Linked DNA regions of Mus musculus: regions 2 and 3 are each linked to region 1. Evidence: chromatin contacts called from public Hi-C and promoter capture Hi-C data. All regions are on one chromosome and are shown on one strand. Each heading gives the region's core, a stretch centred on a gene start, on an enhancer-like site or on the middle of the called end of the contact. The rest is flanking DNA. Distances are from core to core; before and after follow the strand shown. Region 1 holds the start of Efr3a (EFR3 homolog A). Region 2 has its middle 22 kb from the start of Mir30d. Region 3 holds the start of Zfat (zinc finger and AT hook domain containing).

Evidence for each region. Hi-C and Micro-C count contacts between places; a contact is called where the count stands out from the background. Capture Hi-C pulls out chosen DNA fragments and counts their contacts.
Region 2: a contact with region 1 is called in a Hi-C map of muscle stem cells, with 3 times the contacts expected there. The contact joins the enhancer-like site here to the promoter of Efr3a in region 1. A contact is called at or near these places in 1 of 39 promoter capture datasets (pre-B cells), 1 of 484 Hi-C or Micro-C datasets (muscle stem cells) and 2 of 9 other capture datasets (adipose tissue and liver).
Region 3: a contact with region 1 is called in a promoter capture Hi-C map of liver, with 4 times the contacts expected there. The contact joins the promoter of Zfat here to the promoter of Efr3a in region 1. A contact is called at or near these places in 3 of 39 promoter capture datasets (liver and pre-B cells), 1 of 484 Hi-C or Micro-C datasets (CD4 T cells), 1 of 115 datasets of contacts at active chromatin or transcription factors (thymic regulatory T cells) and 2 of 9 other capture datasets (adipose tissue and liver).

What each region holds. Positions count from the first base shown.
Region 1 is chr15:65,784,895-65,788,764 of GRCm38.p6, forward strand. Efr3a (EFR3 homolog A) reads left to right here and starts at 2,126. Exons shown (of 23, transcript NM_133766.4): 1 at 2,126-2,352. The coding sequence starts at 2,343. It overlaps Gm41339 (a long non-coding RNA gene), which reads right to left and starts at 2,149. Exons shown (of 3, transcript XR_875389.2): 1 at 1,983-2,149. It overlaps Gm41338 (a long non-coding RNA gene), which reads left to right and starts at 2,703. Exons shown (of 2, transcript XR_875388.2): 1 at 2,703-3,487.
Region 2 is chr15:68,361,763-68,365,632 of GRCm38.p6, forward strand. No RefSeq gene overlaps it. Among named protein-coding and RNA genes, the nearest start is that of Mir30d, 22 kb to the left of the region's middle. Within about 2 kb of position 1,714, at least 408 of the 459 cell types and tissues checked have an H3K27ac peak or open chromatin away from gene starts, as enhancers often do. A contact at or near this core is called in adipose tissue, liver, muscle stem cells and 1 more, where this site is marked.
Region 3 is chr15:68,256,986-68,260,855 of GRCm38.p6, forward strand. It overlaps Zfat (zinc finger and AT hook domain containing), which reads right to left and starts at 1,871. Exons shown (of 16, transcript NM_001145888.1): 1 at 1,683-1,871. The coding sequence starts at 1,701.

The DNA.
Region 1 (3,870 bases), core at 876-3,375:
TACCTTCACTGTTTTTGTGCACTTGAATAAATAGAACCATACTTTCTTATCTAGAGGGATTATTCCAGGATCTCCCTTGAATACAGAATTGCTTAGATTTAAAGTGCCTTATACAAGACACCACTGCATTTGCATATAGCATACATGCATCTTTCCTAATACTTTAAAATTATCTCTAGATTAATTATAAAAAGTACAATGTAAATGCTATGTGAACAGTTGTCATATTATATTATTTAGGAAAAATAAGGAATACAACTCTTTGCTCTCATCACAGATAAAAATGGTGGTTTTTCTCTTATACATTTTCAATTTAACCTTGGTTAAGTCTGAGAATATGAAACTAGAAGAGCCAACAGTGTGTAGAATTATTGAATTAATGGGTTCTGGATCACCACTATCTGCCAGGCAAGAATACGGGTGTTACAATGTACATTTGTATTCCTACTTATAAGTATGGACATTTTTCTATTCCTTTAAAACTAGGTATCCCAGTGGCAGAATATCATTGCTTGCAACAGTATCATTAATATTACAAGGGTAAAACCTGACAGTATAGGCATACAAAGGTAGTGAAAGTCTCGGGGAGACAAGTGAGACGAGGAAATAATTTAGAGGTCACACTTCACTGGAGCTTAAGTTATTTTTTCTGTTACTATGATAAATTTTCTGATATAAGCAACTTAAGAGAGAAAGTGTTTATTTTGTTTGGCTGATTTTTAGTACAGGATCTCACTGTGTAGCCCTAGCTGGCCTGAGACTTTATATACAGATCCAACTTGTCCTTAAACTCACAGAGAGCTGCCTGCTCTGGCTGGAACCAAAGGCACACCCCACCATATTGAATCTCATAGAAAGGGCTTCTTCTGGTTCACAGTTCAAGGTTGCAGTCAGTTCTGGTGAAGATGTAGCAGCAGTGGACTGTACTGCTGGGAAGCCGAGTGCTCTGTGTGTTCTGCTGCTGAGCTGTCTCTTGGCACTTATGCTGTCCAGGTCTTCCCACCTCAATTAACCTAATCAAGATAATCCTCACGGGCATGCCCAGAGGCCTGCATCCCCGGTAATTCCAGATTCTGTCAGATTGACGACTCTACGATCACAGAACCTGTTTAAGTATGGGCTTCATCCTTGCTGGTTTGTCCTTCCCTGTCAGCAAGGGACAAGTCTCACATCTCTTACGTGTACTTCCCTTCACTCGTTTCTATGACTCACTCGAGAAATTGCTTCTATTCTCCACACCCCCCCCCCTTCCTCCAAGGCCTTTGCTAATTCAAATTCTGTTTTATTCCAAGTTGACTCAAAGAGTAATTGCCCTCAGGCCTTCCTGGTTACTTCATCTTCTTTATCTCCTCCTCTTCAGACTTCACAATCTTATTTCTTAAGCAGAAAGTTGGCACTACGCTCCAGGGTATAGGTCTGCAAACCAAAGTGTATAGTTACATCATCCCATATGCTATCCAGCAGCATTAGCTCAGGACTTAGTAATATACTCATTACTAATTCTATAGCAGAATTCCATGTCTCTTAAATGAGCCACTTTGGAAACACAGTATTGGACTTCTGGACATTGCTTTTATTTCTCTAAAGGGGCTGTGGCCAGAGTATGGTGTCTGGCCAATGTTATGTGTACTGCCCACATTAGAGATGCCCTGGCTCTAGGGTTGACCCAGATTTGTGATTCCCAATAGACCCATCAAGTAGAATATTAATGATACCCAGAGCTAAGAACAGGGTTAGCCAAGTGTTCAGAACTTGTTCGAAAGAAGAAGACCAAGTCCTGAGGACTGTCTCACTTTGAAAGTTACGGGAAGCCCCAGGAGAAATGACATTTTCTTCTGTCCTCAGAGAAAATGCTCAACTATCACCCCAGATAACCCAAGTGCATTTCAAAAGCATTGGGCTTTCCGACACAAATCTGGCAGTTAAATAGATCCGAACGGGAGCCTGGGGAAAGTCACTACACTCAAGACTATTGGCCTTACCCTCACAGTCCTAAAGTGACCTTGGAGTTAAAACAGCCAGCCTTCCTGCTGCCCACTCTGCAGGTAAGGGCCAAGCCAAGCAGTCACCGCTTGGGGGCCGAGCTTAGCGCTTGGGGGCGGAGCCTCCCAGCGGCAACGCGCTGACGTCACGGGCGTGGGTCGGCCCACCGCGTCGTCGACGGGGCGCGGATCACGGCCGGTGGTCGCTGTACCCGGTCGGCGTCCGCTCTCTCGGCAATTCGTCCTCCGCCCCGACGAGGCGTCCGTGGCCGGGCTTCCGCAGTCATGCTGCGGTCGGCGCGGCTCGCGCTTCCCCTCTGAGTCCCGGGACGGCGGCGAGCGCGGCGAACTCGGGTCGCCATGCCTACCCGTGAGTGTCGGGCCAGGCCGGGCGGGCGGGCAGCGCCTCCAGGAAGCGCCGGTCCGCCCTGAGTTAGTTTCGCTTAGACTTCAGCGTCCCGTGGGCGGGGAGCGCGGGATCTCTGTGCACCCTCGGGGAAACTGAGGCGGGAGCGTTACGGGAACTGACGGCGGCCCGCGGTGACGGCGCGGTAACGGAGACCAGTGCGACCCGGGAAGCCCGGGCTGGTCCACTCGCCGCGCGGGCCCACTCGACTGTGGCCCCAAGGTCGAGGCCTGTGCTGCCTTAGTTTGAGGGACTTAGGTCCGAGGGACAGGCTGCAGCCCTCCCTGCGGCCAGAGGCCGGGCTGCCCCGAAGTGTGTCAGTCTGACTACTTCTTGGCTGACTTGGACGCGGTTTTGGCTTGCCCGCCTGCGGTGGGACCCGGGCTCCACTCATAGCAAGCATCCCGGCTGTCCCAGAGGGACGATAGGTTTCGAGATGACCCCGGTAGTCGAGGCTTTGAGAGAGAGACACTGTACTACAAGGTACTACACAGTTGCTAAGAGTGACCCAGATACTCACGCTGAGGCTTTAAATCATGTGGCTCACATTGATTACGTGCTAACTGGGTGGCTGATGCTGGTTATGGGTTTTTGAGGGTCTTTGCAAGTAGTGCTCTTGTAAGTGTGTCTTGCCATAGAATCTTTAAAGACTTGTGAATGTTTTTCTCGGAATTCCTAACTAGCCCTGCATGGTTTCTGTAGACATAAGTACGGGATTTCTAGGCAGCTTCAAATGCACAATTTCTTCTAGTGTTGGGTAAAGATTTCTTTCTGAATACTAGAATGGTTTGCCTCATAGCTGTGTCAAACCTTTCATCATAATGTAAAGGTCACTTTGACCCCTCAAATACCAAGTGTGTTTTATTTTGTTTGCACGTTATTCTGTGTTTCTTACTTTACATTTCTGCTTGATTCCTCCAGCCTGGAGGTATATTCTCTGCCTATCTTGTTCATGATCATTATTGCCAGTTTTATTATTCCTTACACTCATGTTCTATTATTTGACTATTTGGAATTAGCACCGTGCCAATCTTCTGGGAAACGAAAGGGGAGAAAGATAAAGGACATCAAAAGATGAGACTGCATATGGACTGTCTTGGTAAAATTCCCATTAAAATTCTGCAAAATCATCGAGCTTTTAGTTATGTGCTAGCATTTAGTTTCCTAGAGAGGATGCTGATAGTTACATTTTTAGGATGTTTGATTTATTTACTGTGTCCAGTGAGTTTTGGATGAACTTCGGTGTCAGATTGCTCACCGTGAGTAGGAGGTCAAGAGAAATGATCATGACTTATCTGTCAATTTGTTGCTGTGCATCACCTGGAATCAAAGGGAGATACTGATGTGGACAGAAGTTCAGCTCTGAAATGGTAGCTCTTGCTTTTTTTCTCCTGATGGTCAGAGCCCTCAAGGTGTCCGAGATTCTTCAGTGGGCAGGAGTGCTTCTTAGATGCCCCGTGTCTAAAGTAGACTAAATGTATA
Region 2 (3,870 bases), core at 464-2,963, 2.6 Mb after region 1:
GGGGGGGGGGGGTGAGGCATCTCTTATCAATCTGAACACACTACACTGGAAATTTCCAAACTCCCAAATAAAGGCACACCAGGTCCGAGTGCGTGCCTGGTATTCTCAAAGTCATCTCCTGGAGAGCCGTTCATGTAGGAAAATCACTTTAATGTCTGAGAAGGAGGCAGGATCCATGCGCGCATTATGATCCTGCTAAAACTAAAAAGAAAGAAAAAACAAAACAAAACAAAACATGTATCCATGAAGAAAGGAAGGTCCGGATTAGCGACTGACAGTCCGAAAAGACCTGGGTTGGAAGAGTCCCGAGTTCCTCTGAGGGAAGCTGTGCACTGATGGGTGGCACTGGGTCAACGTGATTACTTAACCTTGCCAGCCAAAACTAAACTCTGCTCGGACCAGCCCCAAAGCTGGGGGTGCCGGAGCCTATCAAGTACTCCGGTGTCTTCTCGTTTCTTCCCGTGAAACGTGGAGCCTGACACCTGAAACTTCACCCAGACGCTACCGCATTTCGGAGCGTTTGCATTTATTTTTTAAAGTGCAACCGGCAAGAATCAGTTGTCGGCCGGCGTGCGAGAGGGAGAGATTAACCTATTTCCTGCACACACAGGAAAAGAACTCATGACAATTCAAGCAGTTCCCTCTCTTCCAAGTAACTTTTTGGTAACCATTCGTCCTGAAATAACCACAAGCAACAAACACTGGGCACTGGCATGGCAACGACCAGCGGGCGTGCCAGGTCCCCCAAAGGCGGGGTCCGTGGGTCTGCGACCCGGTCCGGCCCCGAGCTGCGGCCCCTCAGCCCTCAGCCCCCCAGCGCCGGTCCTGGCTCCGCGCGACTTTGGCGGGGAAATGCACTTCGCCGGCCCGGACGGGAGGGCAGCTCGCCGCGGGCCGGAGTTTCCGAAGTGTCCCGAGCCCTTCCCGTGGCCTCGGCGACTCCCGGCTGCGGCCGCCCGGGGGCCCACCTGCCCCAGGGCCGCGGGGCCGAGCCGCTGCCGAGCCCGAGGGGCGGCGCCGCCCCCCGCCGGCCGAGCGCCTGTCAGCCGCGCCTCCCAGGCCGCGCCTCGCCCCGCACCGCACGCGCCCAGCGCCCGTCGCACTCACCTGGCCGCTCTCGCCGACCGACCGCGCGAGGCCGGAGACGCGCGACGAGAGGCCGCCGCCCGTCGCCCGCCCGCCCGCCCGCCCGGCTGAGTCCACCTCCCGCCCGCCCGCCCGCGCGCGCCTCGCGCCCGTCGCGCGCCCGTCGCGGCCGGGGAGGGGGTCGCGAGCACGCGCGGGCGAGGGGCGCGGGCGGCGGCCGCTGGGAAGCCGGCCCGGCCGCGTCCGTCATGGCGCACGGCGCGGCGGCCGCTCGCTGCGTTCTCTCCGTTCGTTCGCCTTTAGTTTGACCTTTCCCTCCAGTGTGTCTGAGGAGAGCGGCCGTGCGCGCGCGCGTGTGCATGGCTCTGGGTGTGCGCGCGCGCGCGCGTGTGTGTGAGTGGGAAGGGGCCGGGTTCGTTCCCCGACGCCTGACGTCACTGCCATGGCAACGGCAGCCTCCACCCCTCTCTTCCCGCTTCCTGTACCCGCCCCCCTCGGCACGTTAAGAGGCGGGGCTCACGTGCTCACTGAGCGCGCGTGCGCACGCACCCGCAGCGCGGGGGGCGCTGGGCGGTAACGAGGCGTCCAGGAAACTCCTCCTTCTCCTTGCGGTCCCCCGGAATTGGGCCAATATGGAGAGGAGGTGCTAGGGGCGGGCGCCCTTGGTTGCTAGGTTGCGTGAAAAATATCCTGAGGTAGTGCGAAAACTCTCCCTCCATCACTGAGCATGTCTGGGGAAAGGGGGCGTGTGAGCCCGAGTTGGGCGAGGTGAAGGAGGACGTTCAGAGAGTAGCAGAAAGAGGCTGGACATTGGGGACAGGTCAGAGCGTGTCGAACTGGGACCGCGTGGCTGCTTAGAACGGTTTACTTCTTCCCACCTCCTTGTGTGATCATGGGCATGCACGTTAAACACTCTGAACTGAATGTCCCAGCCAAAAAAAAAGAAAAAAGGGGTGGGGGGGATACTAAGAAAATCTGTCACAAGATGATCGTTAGTACTAAAAGAGAGAACTTGCGTAATGACTTCCCTGGTGCGTGGTAAACACTAAACATCTAGCTGCTATTGTGGAGTACATGGCCTAAGAATTTTGCAAGTGGGTACAAGGGACTCGTGGTTTTCTGAGACAGAGTCTCACTATGGAGCCCTCTTTGTCCTGGAACTCAATAATGTAGACCACCAGGCTAGCCTAGAACTCAAGAGCAGTGTGTGTTAGGATAAAAAAGCATCGGCCACCTTCCCTGGAGTGACATTAAATGATCACAGTGGATTACTGTCATAGCCTTTAAAGTTCAAGGGTCCTGTGGCTTATGAAGCCACCTTTTAGGAAGAGGAGAATAAAAATTTGCAGGGAACACTCTTTCCCGTTAAAGATCTTCCCCTGTGACTATGGAATCACTTCTCAATCTCATGCTGTCTCGTTCCCGCAGAGGTTTAGAATGCTCAACTTAAAGGGCTGGACCCTTAAGTTATTTGAGGAGAACGGTTCTGTACCACCCACAAAAAAATCAACAAAATTGCCCTTTCCTCTGATTCCTCAACCGGTGTTAATTTACTGCACGTTTTCTTTAAAGGTGCTCTTCAAATGTGTAGGTATATGAAGAAAAGGTAATTTAGCTAACCGGCATTTTCCAGTGGTCAAGTGGGAAAGAAGTTTGTTGTCCAACCTGCAGGCATGCAATGACCAGATCTGGGGAAGGCAGGCTCCTTAGATTTCAGACTAGCTGGTTACCTCCTCAGTCCTCAAACCTCTGATTGAAACTCTTTTTAAGTTACCCCTTAATTACAGTCTGCCTCCCAGAGTCTCTTGGCTATTGCAGGACTATTTCTACTGTTGCTGTTTCTGCTTTTGAACCTCAAATCTAAGCCTGGCCTTGATAGAGAATGTGACCCAAGCTCCGCAGATACACTCTTGAGTTCTCTACTTTCTTCCAAAACTAGTAGTATTTATGTGGCCCTTCTAAATTCCCAAAAGGTTGCTGGAATTACTCAGTTGGAATGTATCAGTCTCTTTTCCAGAGCTGCTGGCATACCTCTCTTTGGACACAGTTCTTCACAGGCTTCATGTTCTGCCATCTGCAAAAGTCCACACTGAACATCCATGTTTGGTCCAGTGTATCACATAATACCTATTTCTTTAAACTTAGGTCATCGGCCTTCTTCCTTGGCCTGAAAAGCCATACAGGAAGGAAGCATGTCCATTTCAATTTGGCTATACCCTACCTCTTTTTCATATCACACACAGGACGACTTAAGCAGCCACCTAGCAAACTGCTGGCTAGGCTCCCTGCCTATAAGGTTCTTAGAAGCAGAGTTGACCAACTCTGGCATATGAGAACTTAAGATATCTTACACGCGTTGGACTACTCTCAAAAGTAGCTGAAACTTCAAGGTTACTCCTGTGCAGTAGAATTAAGTGCTGACAGTAACAAGTTGCTAGGCAGAACAAGAAATGAGGAGACCAATGAAAATTGTCTACTTTTGTGAACCTAGGATTTTTCAGATGTTGTTAAGGGTGAGGCAGACAGTAGACGAAATGCCCAGGGTCTGTCAGGGGTGTTGCTCCTGGAAAGAGAGCACTTATGTTCAAGAGGAAATGCCCATATCAATCAGGATTTATTTATGCTGGACTGGTAGCACCTGTCCCTGCATCTGATTTGGCACCGTTATCTGAAGCCCGATGGCATTCTTGTGTGTACTTGTATCTACTCTTGTGTTTCTTTGACATGCTATTTAATTCTGTAAATAAATTTTCCCAAACTTATTTCTCTTATTGTTCATTGTGC
Region 3 (3,870 bases), core at 621-3,120, 2.5 Mb after region 1:
GTGACAAGGGACAAACCATTAGGCTAAATCCCCCTCTATTAAACTGACCCATCTTGATAGAGAGGTTTTCAGGGGCAGCATGCATGAGACATCTATAAAAGAAAATGAGAGGAGGAGAAACAGTGTAATCACCCAACTCTGACTAGGCCTGCTCTGAGCAGCCACTAGATTCTCCTTCAAGACAGCGATAGCTGAGAAGCTGTTGTGTACACTACAAGGTGGGAAAAGAAAGAAGCAGAAACCTTTGCACCCAAAGCAAAAGATACCATGAAAAAGAGACCAACACAGAACAGAGCTGGAACACACACAGAACAGAGCTGGAACTGGGGCAATGACCACCCAGCCTGTTTACCACCCAAAGCCGCCTTTCCAACACCAAAACGGGAAATTTCCCAGAAACGAGCTGACAGAAATACATTTTGTTCAAACTATGAGCCTTCTTCACTTGTCATGGCTGGAAAACAGAAAGATAACCTGTTTGGGGCTTGTTGTGTGTCCCTTTGACCTATAGCCACTCTGTAGCACCAACACTAATTTCACAGATCAAGTGATAGGTTCCAAAGCTAAAGGTGGAGAGTAGTGGAGGTAAGCCCCAGGAACGTGAGTTTTCTGTCCCCTGTATGGATGGACCCAGGCTCCAGCAGGAAACCACAGTGACGTGTACAAATGATCAGCAGCTCCTTCACTCAGTCATTCAATAGAAGGTCACCCCTACTAAGAGCCTGTCTGAATTCCAGGGGACAGTGACAAAGGCCAAGCAAACATATGGTTCACATTGTTTTCCAAGCCAGAAGTCCGATCTCTTTAAAGCTCCACTGTCAGGAATCTGGGCTCTCAACTTTTCTCTTCTTCAGTGAATGACCAACTAAGAACAACCAGGAGACACTGGCAGCGACCCTCGGAAGTCAGGGTCCAAGAGTCTAAATTGGTGTCAATCACAGGCTAGAGGTCACAAGCTTAAGGTTAAGGGGAGTCACCAGGGGTTAAGTGAAAAGTCTACCCTTCCAATGAGACCAGCTAAAGCAGCTTCTGGCTAGACAGTCTGAGGGCTGCCTGGAGGAAGTGGCCTGGAGCCACTTCGTTCAAGCGCACGAGGACAATGCCCTACAGCACTGGGCCAAAGACAGAAGGCAAATGACTACTTGCATGGGACAGGGTCACCCGTGATAAAGCCCATCTCTCTCATTGGCCGCTCCCTCTGAAGGTCACTAGAGAAGGCTGGACTTGAAGCACGTCCTGGCTAAGAACACGGGGTTGATCACTGGGAAGGGGAAGTCATCTACTTTACGAAACTGTTGACTAAGCAAGAAGCCAACTCAAAGCTCACACAAACAGCGGCAGGCAACGGGACTCGAACACCTATGCAGCCAGACGCCCGCGGATGGCCGCTGGCGGGCGCCCTGGCACCGCCCACAGCCCTGGAAACTGCTCCCCAGGCGCGCAGGGCGCTCCCCTCGCTTGCTCTCCACCGCCTCCCTTTTTTTTCTTTCCTGCGGCAGGATCAAGCCAGCTTCCAAACGTGGGCCGCAGAACGCTGCGACGTCGGCGCTCCGCCCGCCCGTGGATCCCTCCGCCGGCCCGAGTCTGCGCGCGGCCTCCCCACTGCACACCACGAGCGGTTTCCCGCGCGGCGCCGCGCCCCACCCCCACCCCGCCGCGCCCCAACCCCCATCCCCGCTCACCTGCCGTCCGCGTCTCCATGGCAACGCCCCCACGGCGGAGGAAAAAAAAAGCCTCGGGCTCTTCCCGGCTCCCTCCCGGGCTGAGCGAGAAAGTCGGACACCCTGAGGAAACTTCGCTCTTTATTTTGATTTTTTTAGGGAAAGAGCCGGAGAGGTTATGGCGAATCTGCGGCATCCAACATGGCGGATGGAGTCTTCGCCCTCCTCTCCCCGGGGATCCGACGCCTACGTAGCGACGTCGGTCGCGGGGAACCGCCCTCGGCACGCAAGGCACAGTGCGCATGCTCGCGGCTACCCTAGGTGCCGGCCTCTCGTCCCGGCGTTCTGCGCGCTGTTTTGGGCCACGCCCGGGGCGGGACGCTGTGATCCTGGGACGTGGGAGTCAGGACCCGGAATGTCCTGAATCCTCTTCCGTGCGGGGACGGCTGCGAGTGGGCAGGCTAGTGCGCCCCTTTGCATACTAGCTTTTCCGGGGCTCAGTTTCCCAAGTTGCCGGTCGGGTTGACTAGGTGTAGTTGGCCCAGGCAGGCTCTCCCAGGGTCCGGGACGAGCCGGGTTGGAAGTGACAGTGCCTCGCACATCTTTTTTTTTTTTTTTTTTTTTTTTTTTTTTGGAAGCTCAGTGACCACCTTTCCGTTTTTTATGTTAGGAGCTTAGAGCCCCCTCCGCACGCTGCAGGAAGCGTCTGTTCCACGTAACTTTGATAGAATATATTTCTACCGACATCGAAGTCCCTTATCCCTACCTATCTTGGTCAGCTTTTTAGCATTCGAAACTGGGAATGAGTTTTAGAGTTGGCCAATTAAGTATATATATAATAATAACAGTCGTACTTGTGCTGGTAAAGCTATCTTTTAGAAAGGTTTTTAAATTAGCCATTGTAAAAAAGTACTCCACACATACAGAAACAAGAGAAAAATGTTAAAAGAAGCAGGACGGAAATGACCGGCGTCTGGGCAGCCCTGGTTTGTTTTTACAGTGCTGGTGAAATGCTGAGTATAGTCCTTCTGTAGTGTTTAGCTTGGAGTGCTCCTCAGACAGCTCTAGGTTCCTCTCTCTTACCCCCACAGGTCGAGGTCATGTGTTTATTACTTCTTCACATTCAGTTGCGCATAACTGTTTGCTACCCCTTTCTGCCATGGACTGAGTTTGCCGAGCGGAGAGAGGGTCCTGTCACAAAGGCCCCTGGGTCTTTTAGTCTTTGCCTACCCATCACAGATTTCATAGTAATGCTACTGAACGACTGAATGAGCTCATTCATTTTGTTCACTTTTTTAAAAACAAAAACCAGAAACGTTGACGTGCCTTTGGGCAGTGAACCTTAAGATGACTGGTCTAATTCTTCATTCTTCTGTTTAGTACATATTTAAAAACATCTTTATTTCAGTGGGCAGGTGAGCAAAGGACAGGTGTTCAGGAAGGTTGTGTAGCTTTTTTGAGATCACATAGACAGTCCATGAAGTGTGTGGCCCCACCTTTCCACAACCCACCAGATGCCGGTAGACACAATGTGAGGAGAATCAGGAAGTTGTTGCTTCACCTCCACTAACTTCTGCCTCAGGGAGGGCTGCGTGGCAGGGGAACAGTAACATCTTTCATTTGAAAATGAACTAACCAGAATGCTGCATTGATGTGATTTCCTTTTTAGAACTCCAAATATTTACACTAATTTTCTGTCAGGACATGTGAGTTGTGCTGGTTGCTGACAATACTGGTTTTGTGCTGGGCTGCCTTTCTTAAAAAGCAGCACTGAAATACTATTGATTGATTAGCAGGTGGGTCGATTGCTCTTGAATGTTGTAGCCAAAATCAGTTTTGGAAATGAAGCTAGTTAACATATATCTCAAAACTCAATGGCTCCCAAACAGTAAAGCCAAATTTTTTTTAAGAAGAAGAAGAAGAAAAAAAAAAAAACTGACTGTAGATGTGGTCTTGAGGGGGTGAGGGGTGGCTGTGATTTTTCTCCACTATTCCTTCCTTAAATCTACTCATTTTTTCAAAAAAGACTTATTGCATATCTTTTCCCAGGCTGGTCCCAAGAAGGAGGAAATTAGTAAGGAAAGGGACGGAAGGCAGTTTTGTGAATGGAGACACCACAGTTGCTTCCTCACCTTCTTGTGTGGCTCACACTTTCAGATGGGGACATGAGTGTGCACTTAGAAGGCAGAGGCTAGCTTTCAGTCTTCTC